Regions from separate parts of the Zea mays genome. Here regions 2, 3 and 4 are each linked to region 1. Evidence: chromatin contacts called from public Hi-C data. All regions are on one chromosome and are shown on one strand. Each heading gives the region's core, a stretch centred on a gene start, on an enhancer-like site or on the middle of the called end of the contact. The rest is flanking DNA. Distances are from core to core; before and after follow the strand shown.

Region 1 (3,282 bases), core at 267-2,766:
TTTTATGATGATGGTTAATAATGATGATTATAATTTTGATCTCTGGTATTTCCTCTTAGAGGAGGTACTTTTGGGCAATAATTGGGTTATTACTAAAACTTGGCTCTACTAATAGTAATAAATACTTGACCAACTAAAAGCAACTGCTTAACCCTAAACCCCACATACAGCTAGTCCACTTTAGCCAAACGGGACATTTGCTGAGTACGTTGATGTGTACTCACACTTGCTTTACAAACCACCCCCACCCCAGGTTGTCCTCACTGTATTCAGTGCTCAGGAGGAGATGCTGGCAACATGGAGGACTTTGAGGAGTTTCAGGACTACGACGAGTTCTAGTTTTTCTTAGTGGCAAACCCCCAGTCAGCTGCCTGTATAGTCCTTATCTACTACGTTTCGTATTTCCGCACTTTGATGATATTAATGACTATGCTATGTATTAGACTCTGTGGATGTCTTAGACATCTTATTGTAATAAAAGTACCTTTCCACTATTTACTTTGAGCAATGTGTGATGATGTCCAATTATGTAATCGCTATGTACGTGAGTTTCTGATCCTGGCACATACATGGTTCGCATTCGGTTTGCCTTCCAAAACCGGGTGTGACAGAAGAGTGCCGACTCTTTGATATCTCGACAAAAAATTGGAGGAGTCTTCTTGCCCTTACTTTACATTTCACATTTACTTTGAGCATTTTACTTTGTGCAATTGCTTAGTTAGTATTTGTAGTAATGACTTAGTGTTGTTGTCTATCTAGTAGTATTTACTTGTTGCTAGTAGTTTGGGTGAATTTGGGCTCATTCTTAGGGTTTAACTTTTGTTAGAATTCTAGAAAAGCCCAATTCACCCCCTCTTGGGCATCGTGATCCTTTTAGTGAACACCGGAGCAAATTTTGGTGGTGGCGTGGTCCCAAAAAATCGAGGGAGCGATGTAAAAATCGAGGTGAACACCGAAGCGGTGGTTTGGTGGCGTGGTCGTACTTTGACCTCAAACTAAACACATCCTAAAGGGATTAAAGTATGATTTTTACCTTATTTGTCCTCTCATCTTTTTTGGTACAAAACAAGCAACCACTAATTAATAGGGTTAATACAATTATTATTCGCACCAATTAATATTCTTTAGTTAGGTTTAGTCACTGAAACAAAATGAGATAATTTAGTGACTAAACTTAGTTAGGTGACTAAAGAAACCAAATAGATCTAAAATGAACTAAAAAAAAGTACCTATAAACCAAATACGCCTTTAGTTGGTTTCACATTAAACATTAGAGTACCAATTATAAATATTACATAAAGTAAAATCACAAATTAAATAAATACGAGACAAATTTATTTAACTCAATTAATCTACTAATTAGTAATTGTTTACTGTAGCATTAGAGAATCATACACTAATTAGATTTAACGTTTAATATTTATTAATGTAATTAGCTTTTTAATCAAATTGTATTTAATATTCCTAAATCAAACATTGCAACCAAAAAAAAAAATGCCTCCAGATCCAAACGGTCCGGTCCGGTCCCTCACACTCATCAAGGGCGGCTCACTCTCATGTCATGTGGCGGCGTCCTTCTCCCTCGCTGCTCCGTCTCTCTCAGTCTCTCTCCTGCCCTGTCCGTCCCACTCCCCGTCCAGCGGAGAGAGACCCTGTGGGCTGTGGCCGGGCAGCCGTTTCCCCTCCCCTTCCCTCTCCGCTCCCTCCAGAGTCTACTGTAGCGCAGTGCCGTAGGGTTTCGCGTCCTATCCTTCCTCGCATCCTCCATGGCCGATCCTGACGACCTCGGCCGCCGCCTCGCCGCGGTCGCCGTATCCGAGTCTCCTACCGCCGCCGCGGCTGCGCTGGAGAGCAGCAACAACAACCTGTTCCAGGTGATGCGCGCCGTGGAGGACGCGGAGGCCACCATCCGCCAGCAGGTATCAGTACCAATCTCTTCCTGCCTCTGCCTCTGCCAATTTGAGGGAATCGGCTGCAACTAGAACAAGCGACCCATCACTCCTGTATCTCTCTTCAGCTGGAGGAGAACAGCCGGTTGAAGGACGAGCTGATGCTCAAGACGCGGGAGCTCCACAGAATTGTAAGCACATTCGATTTCGACGCCCCTTCCCGATCCAAACAAATCATATACTCTTAACTAGTGCAGCACAGCACAACTCATCATTTCCTTTTTGCTCTATCATGCCATTCCATTTGCCTATAGAAACTAATGTGCTGTACGTCTCATCTCCGACCTAACCAGAGGTCAGAAGCCACAGACCAAGCTTCCTCTCATGGGATCCGTATCCATCAGGATCGCGCTCTTGGTGCCCACACAGACACCTCCTCCACTGCTCCCATCAGGACTACCGCTACAGCAGCAGAGGCCTTCGAATGGGGAGCTGGGGATGCCGGCATCAACCACAAGTACCTTGAGGCCAACCAGGCTAATGGAATTCCCCGTAAATCACCGAGCGCTCCCGATAGCGCTTTCCCATCTCAGCTATCTACCCCGTCTTCGCGATCCCTTTCACCAACTAGGTACCAAGTAGCACATTCCAAATCCAGCCTCTGTTAATATCATACTACCCTGTTTCCTTACCTTCATTGAGCCTTTCCTTGCAGGCACCACAAAGAAACAGACTATGATTCTAGGCTCAACTTATCCGGACAAGGCGCACTGCCTGTTTCAGACCTCAACTCAAACGTCGTCATCTGGAAGCAGGTATCAACTGTTTGCTTCGTGTGTCTGTTGCCATACTTTTTGATCGATTGATTCACTCTTCTTGCTGAGCTGCTTATTTCCTTCCACAGGATCTCCTTGTTAAGGTCAAAGAACAAGGGGAGGAGATTGCACAGCTGAGAAGGCATCTTTCTGACTACTCTGTCAAGGTGACTACACACTAACAATCTTTTTCCTGTAATGTTCTTTCTTCAATCTGTAGTGTTTCACTCGTGTGTATTTTAACAGGAGGCCCAAATACTTAATGAGAAACATGTCCTGGAAAAACGCATTGCATATATGCGCATGGTAAACATTTTATTTATGACGCATCAAGTACTACCTTGGAGTTTGTAAAAAAAAACTACTACCTTAGAGTCATGGCACTATGATTTAAGTGTTTATTTTTTTCCTTTTTTTGTGGGGCAGGCATTTGATCAGCAGCAGCAAGATCTGGTTGATGCTGCATCGAAAGCTTTGTCCTACAGACAGGATATTATCGAAGAAAACATCCGTCTTACATATGCATTGCAGGTAATGTTTTCCTGCCTGAAGCTATTATATCATCTCTTATAAGTTCT
Region 2 (3,282 bases), core at 323-2,822, 490 kb after region 1:
CAAGGGAGCTCCAGTGATTAGTGGTACTTGATCAGAGACATTATGGTACAGGTGGTTATGAGATCGATGGTTCTGGTTATGTCTATGGTGCTGGTAAGTGGTATTCTTTCCGTTTGGAAAGGGTACATCGGGCTAATAACTTGGGTTAATGCTAAAACTTGGCTTTCTCTACTAGTAATAATAATCTGACCAACTAAAAGCAACTGCTTGACTTATCCCCACATAAAGCTAGTCCACTACAGCCAAACAGGATACTTGCTGAGTATGTTGATGTGTACTCACCCTTGCTCTACACACCAAACCCCCCATCCCCAGGTTGTCAGCATTGCAACCACTGCTCAGGCGAAGATGAAGCTGTGGAAGGAGACTTCCAGGAGTTCCAAGACTACGACGAGTTCTAGGCGTGGGTTAGCGGCAACCCCCAGTCGGCTGCCTGTGAAGGCCTCGTTTATCTACGTTTCTTTTCCGCACTTTGATTTATTGTAAGAACTATATGGACGTCTCAGACGTATGATGTAATCGACTATTACTTCCCTTTTAATACTATTTTGAGCACTGTGTGATGATGTCCATGTTATGTAACTGCTGTGTACGTGAATAACTGATCCTGGCACGTACATGGTTCGCATTCAGTTTGCCTTCTAAAACCGGGTGTGACAGCGACTTTCAACGTCGCTACGAGATCGTGGGTTAGCGAACCACTAAAATCAGAGTTATGGTTATCGAGTTATGATTTATGGAAGATCTATGTGGTTGGAATATTAAATTGAATTATAAATTGTTTATTCTACAATATATGAGAAAAATATATTCTGAATAACTAATCCAACTTTAATCTAGATTATAATTTGATTAGGGATTACCTATTACCCAGATTATATATAGAGAGATTAACCTAGATTACTGGAGTTAATCTAGTAGACAAAGGATAAATAAATATCTAACTATAAAAGTATGTGTTATGGTATAATTAATGTTGTTACTACATGAACAATATCTTTATGAAGCTAACGCAACTTGAACGGATTGAAACAGAGTTAAAATGAATTAATTATAATTTTCTGAAGTTTTAAGTGGTAGATACAAAACAAATCAAGCGCATAAATTTAACCATATGTTTCATACTAAAATAAGGTTACTAGATAATAAACGATATTAAAACAAAATTAATGCCACTGGAATGAATCAATTTGGAGTTAAAATGAATTAAATATGAATTATACAAGTTTCTGGAATTATTTTTGTATTAAAATCATTTTCTAAATTTTATTATCTGATTTTCTCTGTTTCCTGGTTGCGTGCAATAATACAGTGAGACACGAGGGAAAATTCAAAAGATCTACAAGACTCTGGCTACACCCGCACGAGGATCGCGGGTTGATAAACTATTAATGCAGGGTCTCGTTTGCAAACTAGGCACGACGAAGGGGTACGGTGCATTATGGGCCGTCAGATCGCCCATCAAGCGCCCAGATTAGATCATTCTTCTTAAATGCTCCCACACTCTCAACCGGCCGTTGGATCATAAATCGATGGCACCGATTAGGTCTTCTTACCGTTACGAGACCAGGTCCATCCGATCCCCATCCCATGGATCACATTCGATAGAGTGAAGAGGTATGCTTCAGCTTGATCTCCACCGTCCAGTGATAGATCGACGGGCCAGGACCTTCCATCCTCCTCTACTCACCAACCAAAGCTCACACATGCGGCGCAGGTCACCCTGCGGTGGCGCCATTGCCGTGGCCCAGAAGTTCACGCTTAAACACCAAAATTCCAAATCGCCCGCAGTCACGCAAAGGAAATGGCAGGGAGGACTACGCGGAGAGTTTCTTACCGTGAGTCGTGCGCACCGAGGCTTGGTCCAGTCGGGGTTGTGGGCTTGTGGCACCGCGGAAAGACCCGCACCGGCAAGGAAACTCCATGGTCTGAGGCTGCCCACGTCGAATTTGGGTTTCACAAAGCCTCCACGCACGGCCTTGCATCACCCCTGGAAAGTCTTCTAGGCGATTCCCAAGGATCAAGCACTGGTGTAGGCATGCCGTGGTGCGTCGCCCGCCACTGGTAATGGTTTCCTCACGGAAAGAGGCAAGCGATCCATCAGGCTAGCACCATCGGCATTGGCGAGAGGGTGGATGACGCATTTTATGCCCCCGCAGGCGGACTCTGCCCCGAGGAAACACGGCTGAGGGGATAGAGGTCAGATACGACATACGAGATGAGGATCCTAGGCGCAATCTGCGTTGAGTCTATTGCTGTTTGTGTTCGCTACAGAGGTAGAGGATCACCCTGTGCACCAGACCCCACGAGGCAGCGAGTGACGAGACTGGTTTAGGTGTGCATGTGGTTACTTGCAACCGGGGCCCGTAGGTCGGTGCCACGGCGGAGCGCGCGATGCGCGTGCGCAACACAGACAGAGACTGGCGAGAGGGCCCCGCCTATCAGTGAGAACATGGGGAAATGGCTGCTGGGCCGGCTGGCCAGAAAAAATTGGGCCGAGGAGTGTGGGCCGGCTGGGCGAGCTTCGGACAGGGATTTGGCCCAATCGACCAGTTCATCCCACCCTTTTATTTTTGCCATTTCATTTTCTGTTTGTTTGTAATCTTCAAACATCAAATTGAATCTAGTATTAAAATTGACACTCAAATTTTTAAATGCACAAACAAAAATCCAACATGATGCAAAGCACATATTTGTTTATTATTATATTCCTCTAAAAATTTCTTCATACAAACTTAATAAATAATGAACCATACAATAATTAAGGACCCTGTATTTATTTATTTGTCATTTGACTAATTTTATTCCATTAATTGAATATGCGCAAATCAAATGATCTCCAAAGGATCCATAATCCTAAAACCCTACACAATAATATTTATTCATTTACATCATTATTTTTTTCTGGTACAAATTTTGGGCTTTACAGCGCCCGCCCGCGCTCGCTCGCCGGTCTAATCTCAGCCGTTGATCCGAGATCCAACAGTCAAGGGAGCCCGATACCCCTTCGATTGGTTGTTTTGTAAAAGAAACTCTCGGTTCCCTGGAATTAGAACTCACAGTCCAGTTTTCTTGCACCTGGGTCCCTAGTTTCTTGCAGAGAGACCCCTAGGCTTTATTTTAATAGCATAAATAGGTTTAATTTAGGGTTTTTGAATTCCAAAACTTGTAAATTCCAAATCTTTTGCATATGAACTCCAAACTGGGTGGTTCAAATTGCATAATATTCATAATGTTATTCTCTATCTATTTAAATGGTATTCATTCACTGTTTTCATGTCT
Region 3 (3,282 bases), core at 582-3,081, 340 kb before region 1:
GAGTATGGATTGAGTTCGTAAATCATTATATGGGAAGAAATCACATTTGAAACCCTAAACTAGCCCAAAAGTGGAATTCAAAATTCAGTAAGAATCTGCTAAAAGTTCATATACCAAATTTGTAGAGTTTGCAAAAGTGAACAACTTTCCTATTTGGAGATTTCCCAGTTTTATAGAGAAATTTGGAGTAAATTGCAAAAATTCAGTTTTGGGTTCAGATTGGAATTGCTGAAAATTATATCAACTAGTCGACTTTGGATCTTTATAGCTTTTGATCTATAAACATTTTGAAGATGGTCATTATAACAAAGTTATAGAGCTATATGAGGAATATAAGTTATAGAGCTATATGAGGAATACAAAGTTATAGCCCTAACACTCTATGGAACTTAAGAGAAAAACTGGTAAAAAGTAAAGTTGTTAGAAATTGTGGATTTCAGACTTAGTGGAATTTAGAGTCTGAATATCATCATTTGGAGCAAACTTTGGGCTATTGTAGTTTGGAATACAAGAGGTTTTGGTTAATGGTCACTATATAAATTTTGTAGAGGGACTGTTGGAGTATAAACTTTATTAAGCAACTTGCCATTCAAAGTATATGCCACTAGGAAAAGGAGGGTGGTCCAAATAGGGCTTGGCAGATTTCTAGAGTTTCAGATGGTGGACAGTGGTCTGCAGCTAAAAATTCAGTGTTGATGGCTATTTTTGGAGCCTCTTTGTGGCAAATCTAAGGAATTTTGTGATGTGGTGTTTATAGAGGAGTTAAATCCCATATGATGGCGAACAAGTTCCTTTAAGTAAGTTTGGTTTGGTTCCACATAAAAAGTGGAGTAAAGCTTGCTCAAAGTTGGACTGTGTGTGGCTAAAACTGAACTGTATTCAGTTCACTGCAAACTGAAAATCAGTGTTTGATGCTTAGTTTGGAGTCCTTTTATAACCAAATGAAGGAGTTTTGAACTAAGAACTATATAGCAAAGTTGGAGCCCATGGTACAGAGAACAAGTTTCATAAAGAGGGTTGGACTTGGTTCTACACAAATCCGAGAGTAAAGTATACCCCAATTTCCTCTGTCAGACTTTAGAGGTGTGGATCTAGTTAACTGTTGCTGTGAGATTCAGTGAGTTTTTACCATATTTTGGAGCTCTGTAGTAATTGATCCAAGGGATATTAGATTGGGAACCCCATAGCAAAGTCAAAGACTAGGTATAGGAGAACAAGTTCATGCAAAGACTTGGTGTGGCTAATGTATACAATTAGGAGAAAATGGTGCTGCAATTTCCAATGTCAGAGATAGTGTGGGTTGATCAGTAAAACTGAAATTGAGTGTTTAGTTGTTTTTGCTATAGTTTGGAACACCACAACTTCAGTTCTGAGTAGTTTCAGCCCTGGAGTGTTATATCAAATAGAAAGGGCTATAGTTGGAGAGTAATGTTAGTTAAGAAATATAGCTCTGTTGTGAGGAGATTTATTAGATAGAAGGGATTAAACAGGGGGTTCTGCAATGGCAGTATTGGCTGTTTTAGTCTAGTTCAATGCTGATTTAGTAGTCTGAACAAGAATCTCCCTATCCTGCTGAACTTCACCTATGTGTTTAAGTTTTCATAGGGATAAGTGTTAGTGGGGACGAGGTACATAGCTTAGGTGCTGAAGGTTTCCCACTGCAGAAAGATATCTAGGAGTTGGTCTGTTCTGGAGATAGTGGAGGGGAAAGTAGCTATCTGACTATGGATCAGGTTTGGAGTTGCAGAAAAGATCTTCCCCCGCTGTCCTAAACTGGTGAGCTCAGGCTGAGATAAGACTTGGGTGGACAACAAAGGGAGACCCCAGAAATATCAAGTTGGGCCTGTTGAGTCTGCTCACAGTGGAGTGTTCACTTATCATTCTTCTGTCTGTGTTTACTGGACATGGGATATTTTGGCTGGTTAAGTTGACCAGGTTCAGTGAATATGGTGTGGCTACGAGCTGGTGAGATATTGATGCATGAAAGCCACATATGGGTTGCTCATATAATGTTGGCACCCTCAAAACATTTCCTCACTGCATGTTGGACAGGTGCAGGGCCACCTTGCCCCATATTCAGGTGTTTATAGGGTAGGTTTCAGCGAGGATTACCTCCCCGTCTTGAGCTCTACCCTCAGACCACAACAAAGAATATGAAGTTCTTGTGTCCATACTAGAGATAGCCCTCTCTCCCCAGCCACCAACTCGGTCAGCCCTTGTGCACAGCGCGTTATCTCCCTGCTAGTGGTGACCACGGCCACAACCTCCTTCACCTCATAGTGGCCAGAACATAGTCGTGCCACCACAAATCGTCGCCGTGTTTAGTTTCATCGTCGACCAGCCAACGTACGTCTTCCCCGAGCAGTTTCATGCACCCACTGAGAACTTGGACTGTCATGTTAGTTGGACTAGATTTTTATTCAGATCTGAAACCTGAAATTGCAGTGTTGGGTACTCAGTTTGGAGGTGTTTTGTGACCAATCTAAGTAGTTTTAGACTATAGTTGCTATAGAAAACTTGAATACCAGTGTTAGGGGAGTAAAATTTGGTGAGGGTTATGCCCTTGACACTACTTAGAGTTGGGAGTAATTAGTGCCTAAAGGTGTGCTGTCAGGCTTATTTTTCTCTGAACTGAATTCAATTAACTGCAACTAAAGTTTTAATATTTGGTTCCCAGTTTGGAGCAACTTTGTGACCAGTCCATAAGGTCTTGGACTAAGAATCTTATAGCACAGTCAAAGACCATTTGAAGGAGAACATGTTTCATATAAAGAGTTGGATTTGTTCTTGTGTGAAAATTAGAGTAAATGAGGTTGCAAATCCTTCCAACAGACTTAATGGGTGCCTGTTTCAGTTAACTGAAACTGGTTGCAGTGAATGGGGTCAACTTTGAAGCACTATAGCATTGAATCCATGAGTTTTTAGTTGTTGGTCATTATAGCAACCTTGTATATATGTTCTAGGAGCACAAACTTGATTAAGCTATTTGACCTTAGAGCTATACAGAACTAGGTGTAAATATTGCTTAAAGTTAGGTTGTCAGGTTGATGTTAGGCTATTCCAGACATCTAAAATTGGACATTTCAGTACGTTGGCTCAACATTGGAGTTTCCTTGGGGTTGTTCTATGCAGTTAGGAGATATATTTTGTGTAGCAAAATTGGAGACCAAGTATTAGTAAGCAAGTTTACTTGTGGTAGCTTGTCTTGGTACTATATAAATTTGGAAGTAAATGGTGTCCTAACTAGCTCTATCACGCATGTGCAATGCAGACCAGCTTCAG
Region 4 (3,282 bases), core at 240-2,739, 320 kb after region 1:
AGCAGGAGCTGCTGCGGCGACAGGGGGTGCTGCCGGCCGTCCATCTCGATGTTCCCGACGAAGGTGTAGAGGTGCGCGTTGGGGTCCTCGCACCGCACGACGGCGCCCCGGAAGGCCCCGAAGCTGGCGCCGTCGTCCGGCGGCAGCGAGGCGGAGGTGGCCTCCAGGGACTGCTTCAGCTTCAGGTTGGTCTCGCCGTCCAGGTTCATGGTCTCCACGTAGCAGATGGCGTCGTCGTAGCTAGAGGAGAGCAGGACGAGGTCAGCCGGGAAGAATTCGTCCTTGTGGACCTTGACGATGTCGCCCACGCGGATGTCCTTCCATTTGGCATCGCGGAAGCCGCCGCCGCCGCCGATGTTGTTGACCTGGAAGACCTGAGTCTTCCTGTTGTTCACCTCCGTGTCCTGGAACGGATCATTCATTCTTTCATGATTCATTTCACTCACCGAGACAGACCGAGTATGTAATCAATCAAATTAATTGTTTTGACAGAGAAGAAGAAGAAGAAGAAATTGAAGTGAAGTTGGATAGTAGTACGGTACCTGCTGGTTCCTCCTCCAGTCTTCGATTGCCTCCTTGATCATGGTGGCGACGAGGACGATGACAAGCGGCGCAATGGCGCTGGAGGAGCTGTAGGCGGCGAGGGGGCTGTAGGCGATGCCGGCGGAGAGGAGGAAGTAGATGTTGGCGACGCGGCGGAACTGCTCGAAGAGGGACTTGGGCAGGAAGGTGAAGAGGTTGTACTTGGTGGTGGAGATGGAGTTGCTGGAGGCCATCTGCTGCTGCTGCTGCTGCAGCAGGTCAGCTGCAGCCGCTGAAGGCTCGCCGCCGCCGGCGTTGACCGTGACCACCCTGGAGAAGCCGGGGCCTCCTATCCTGGACACGGAGTGGTCGTCGGCCACGCTGGGCCGGCGGCCGCACGCATAGCTGTAGAGCTTGCTGAGGCGCACGGCGGACCTCCGCCGCCGCCGCCGGCCGTTGGTGGCGTTGCCGTCATCTTCGCCGGCCATTGTATTGTATTGTGTTATACTGGAAATCCCTGCTGCGGTTACAAATGGAGAAGAAGTAGCTGCTACTGCTGCTGGCTGCCGCCTTGAATCAAAATCAAATCAAATCAATTGAATCCCTAAGTGAAAAAAAAAACTAAAGGAGCTCGGCTGAGCTGACAAACGGAAACCCAGATGAGATGGAGAGGAGAGGGAAGGAAAGGAACACGCAAATAAAAGGGGAAGGGAGGGGACAGGGGGATTGGTCGCTCTGTTCGTGCGTGGTCAATATATGCTTTGCTTAGTACAACAGGATAGGAGATTAGGAGGAGCAACAGCTTTCTTGTTGCTTGGAAAGCTCCGCGCAGAGACCAAGAAGAAGGGATGGCATGGCCCGGCCGCGTTTGGCAGCCAGGGGGAGACTGAATCAAATCAACTCAAAATGGAGGAAGAATAATAAGACGAGGCAGACGGGGGAGGGGCTCCGTCTCTGTCCCGCCCGCCAAACGGACACGGAGTACAAACCAAGGGGTAGTAGCCAACCAACCCCCCCAAATGGCAGATGGGAAATGGCCCACCTCTCGTGCGTTTGCTTGGAAAGAATTTGTTGAATCCGGAGTGCTCCCTCTCCTCTCCCTCAGTCATCGTTGACTTGCCTGGCCGCCCCATGTCCCTTCCAATCTTCTAGAAGATACCGGCCAAACAAATGCGCTGCTGCTACAACTACGTTTTTTTTTGGAAAAAATTTTGATGTGTTCTACAATATTTTTTTTCATAGAGCAACTTTTTAATCAGGAATTGGAATTATCGATTTCTATGACTCCTACCGACCCTTGGTCCTCTCGCTTCATTCGTCCACCCAGTCACAAAAGAAAGCAGTGTGTTTGTTAACGGGTTGATACGAGTTGGAACAGGTTGAACCTGCATCAACTCATGTTTGGTTCAAAAGGCTAGTAGGTTAAGTTGGTTTCAGATCAAAATATCCCTTTAAAATGCGGATTCTAGGAGTTCCTCAAAAACAATCGAACCACTCCGACCCACTTCCTCTCCACCCCTCATGTCACCCACGCGGTCACACCATATCTTCACCCAAGCGCAGCCTGCGCAGGGCGCACCGCCACCGCCGACCTGTTATCCAGTCATCGGCTCCCCCGTCGGCCTGCCCTCCGACGCGATGCACCCCCGACCACGCCCGCCATCAGAGTCCTCCGCCGCCCTGCCCTCCGGCGCCGGTGTGTTCTCCCGTCGTCGGACTGCCCCCACCGACCTGTCCTCCAGCGCGCTACACCCCCGTCCGCGCCTCCCAACGACGTTGTTTATGCCGTGATCCAGCCCCTGCCACCATCCACCGATACCACCTCCATGTCCCCTACCGACACCACAAGGTGAGAAGCATTTGGAATTAAAGATACCATTCTTAGTGCGGTAATGTGATCAGGAAGGTGACCATATTCAGTTCATCCTTAATTCATCCCTCATCACGAAACCAAACAAGAGACGGTGCAGCTTCAACCCACTTCAACCCTGTAATCAAACAAGAAATTGTGTTCAACCCGTCACTTCAACCAAACAAGGAACGGGTCCGATCCAACCCACAAAAATGGGTCGGTTTCAACCCAACCCACTTTGTTCCGAAACCAAACACTCTAAAAACGAATGCTTACGTGTTAGATGGAGATAGTGCTGAACGAAATGCTCGTGGCTCGTCGGCTCGCTAGGTTCGTGATCAGCTCGGTTCGACTCATTTAACTTTTTCACGAGATGATCTGACAACCTAGCTCGGTTCGTTAACGAGCCAGCTCGCGAGCTAAACGAGATATCACATTTCAGCAAAACAAAACCATATACATATCATTTATGTGTATGTGTGATGTTTATGACCTACGAGTTAAACTAATGATTGATGAACTATGTCTGTGTGCTAAATTGGTCTATACGAATATAACTGTGGTTTAAATTGATGAAAGTACACACAAATGTTGCAAACATGAAAAACAGTAGTAGATTCATTGCACATTTTCCTAGGCACATGAGACACAACATTATTTCTCATAGGCCTACTTCTACCATGCACAAAAATAGAGCTAGAGGCAAACATAGCATGTGAATCGTTATAAGCAGTATGAACATAACTCTTATTATAATGAGAACGACTAGCAATTTTTCTATCATAAATAAAAGCATGGTTCCTTTGAGGACTACTAGCCATTGGGGCCTTTCCTTTCTCCCTGTTGAGAACGGGAGCCTTTTGGCTTGTTAAGTTCTTGGTTTCCCTTCGAAAACCAAGTCCATCTTT

The links. A called contact is a pair of places that touch in the nucleus more often than the background predicts.
Region 2: a contact with region 1 is called in a Hi-C map of bundle sheath, with 4 times the contacts expected there. The contact joins the enhancer-like site here to the promoter of LOC103629308 in region 1.
Region 3: a Hi-C map of leaf shows a contact between it and region 1, with 7 times the contacts expected there. The contact joins the enhancer-like site here to the promoter of LOC103629308 in region 1. A contact is called at or near these places in 6 of 25 Hi-C or Micro-C datasets (bundle sheath, leaf and tassel).
Region 4: a contact with region 1 is called in a Hi-C map of ear, with 2.5 times the contacts expected there. The contact joins the promoter of LOC103629310 here to the promoter of LOC103629308 in region 1. A contact is called at or near these places in 6 of 25 Hi-C or Micro-C datasets (bundle sheath, ear, endosperm and 2 more).

Annotation. Positions count from the first base shown.
Region 1 is chr6:53,558,886-53,562,167 of Zm-B73-REFERENCE-NAM-5.0, forward strand. LOC103629308 reads left to right here and starts at 1,517. Exons shown (of 21, transcript XM_008650468.3): 1 at 1,517-1,919; 2 at 2,018-2,080; 3 at 2,243-2,520; 4 at 2,605-2,704; 5 at 2,794-2,871; 6 at 2,951-3,010; 7 at 3,131-3,235. The coding sequence starts at 1,767.
Region 2 is chr6:54,049,964-54,053,245 of Zm-B73-REFERENCE-NAM-5.0, forward strand. No RefSeq gene overlaps it. Among protein-coding and RNA genes, the nearest start is that of LOC103629310, 170 kb to the left of the region's middle. Within about 2 kb of position 1,573, at least 17 of the 20 cell types and tissues checked have an H3K27ac peak or open chromatin away from gene starts, as enhancers often do. A contact at or near this core is called in bundle sheath, where this site is marked.
Region 3 is chr6:53,220,395-53,223,676 of Zm-B73-REFERENCE-NAM-5.0, forward strand. No RefSeq gene overlaps it. Among protein-coding and RNA genes, the nearest start is that of LOC100282993, 54 kb to the left of the region's middle. Within about 2 kb of position 1,832, at least 7 of the 20 cell types and tissues checked have an H3K27ac peak or open chromatin away from gene starts, as enhancers often do. A contact at or near this core is called in bundle sheath and leaf, where this site is marked.
Region 4 is chr6:53,875,139-53,878,420 of Zm-B73-REFERENCE-NAM-5.0, forward strand. LOC103629310 (phospholipid-transporting ATPase 10) reads right to left here and starts at 1,490. Exons shown (of 9, transcript XM_020540234.2): 1 at 543-1,490; 2 at 1-404. The coding sequence starts at 1,010.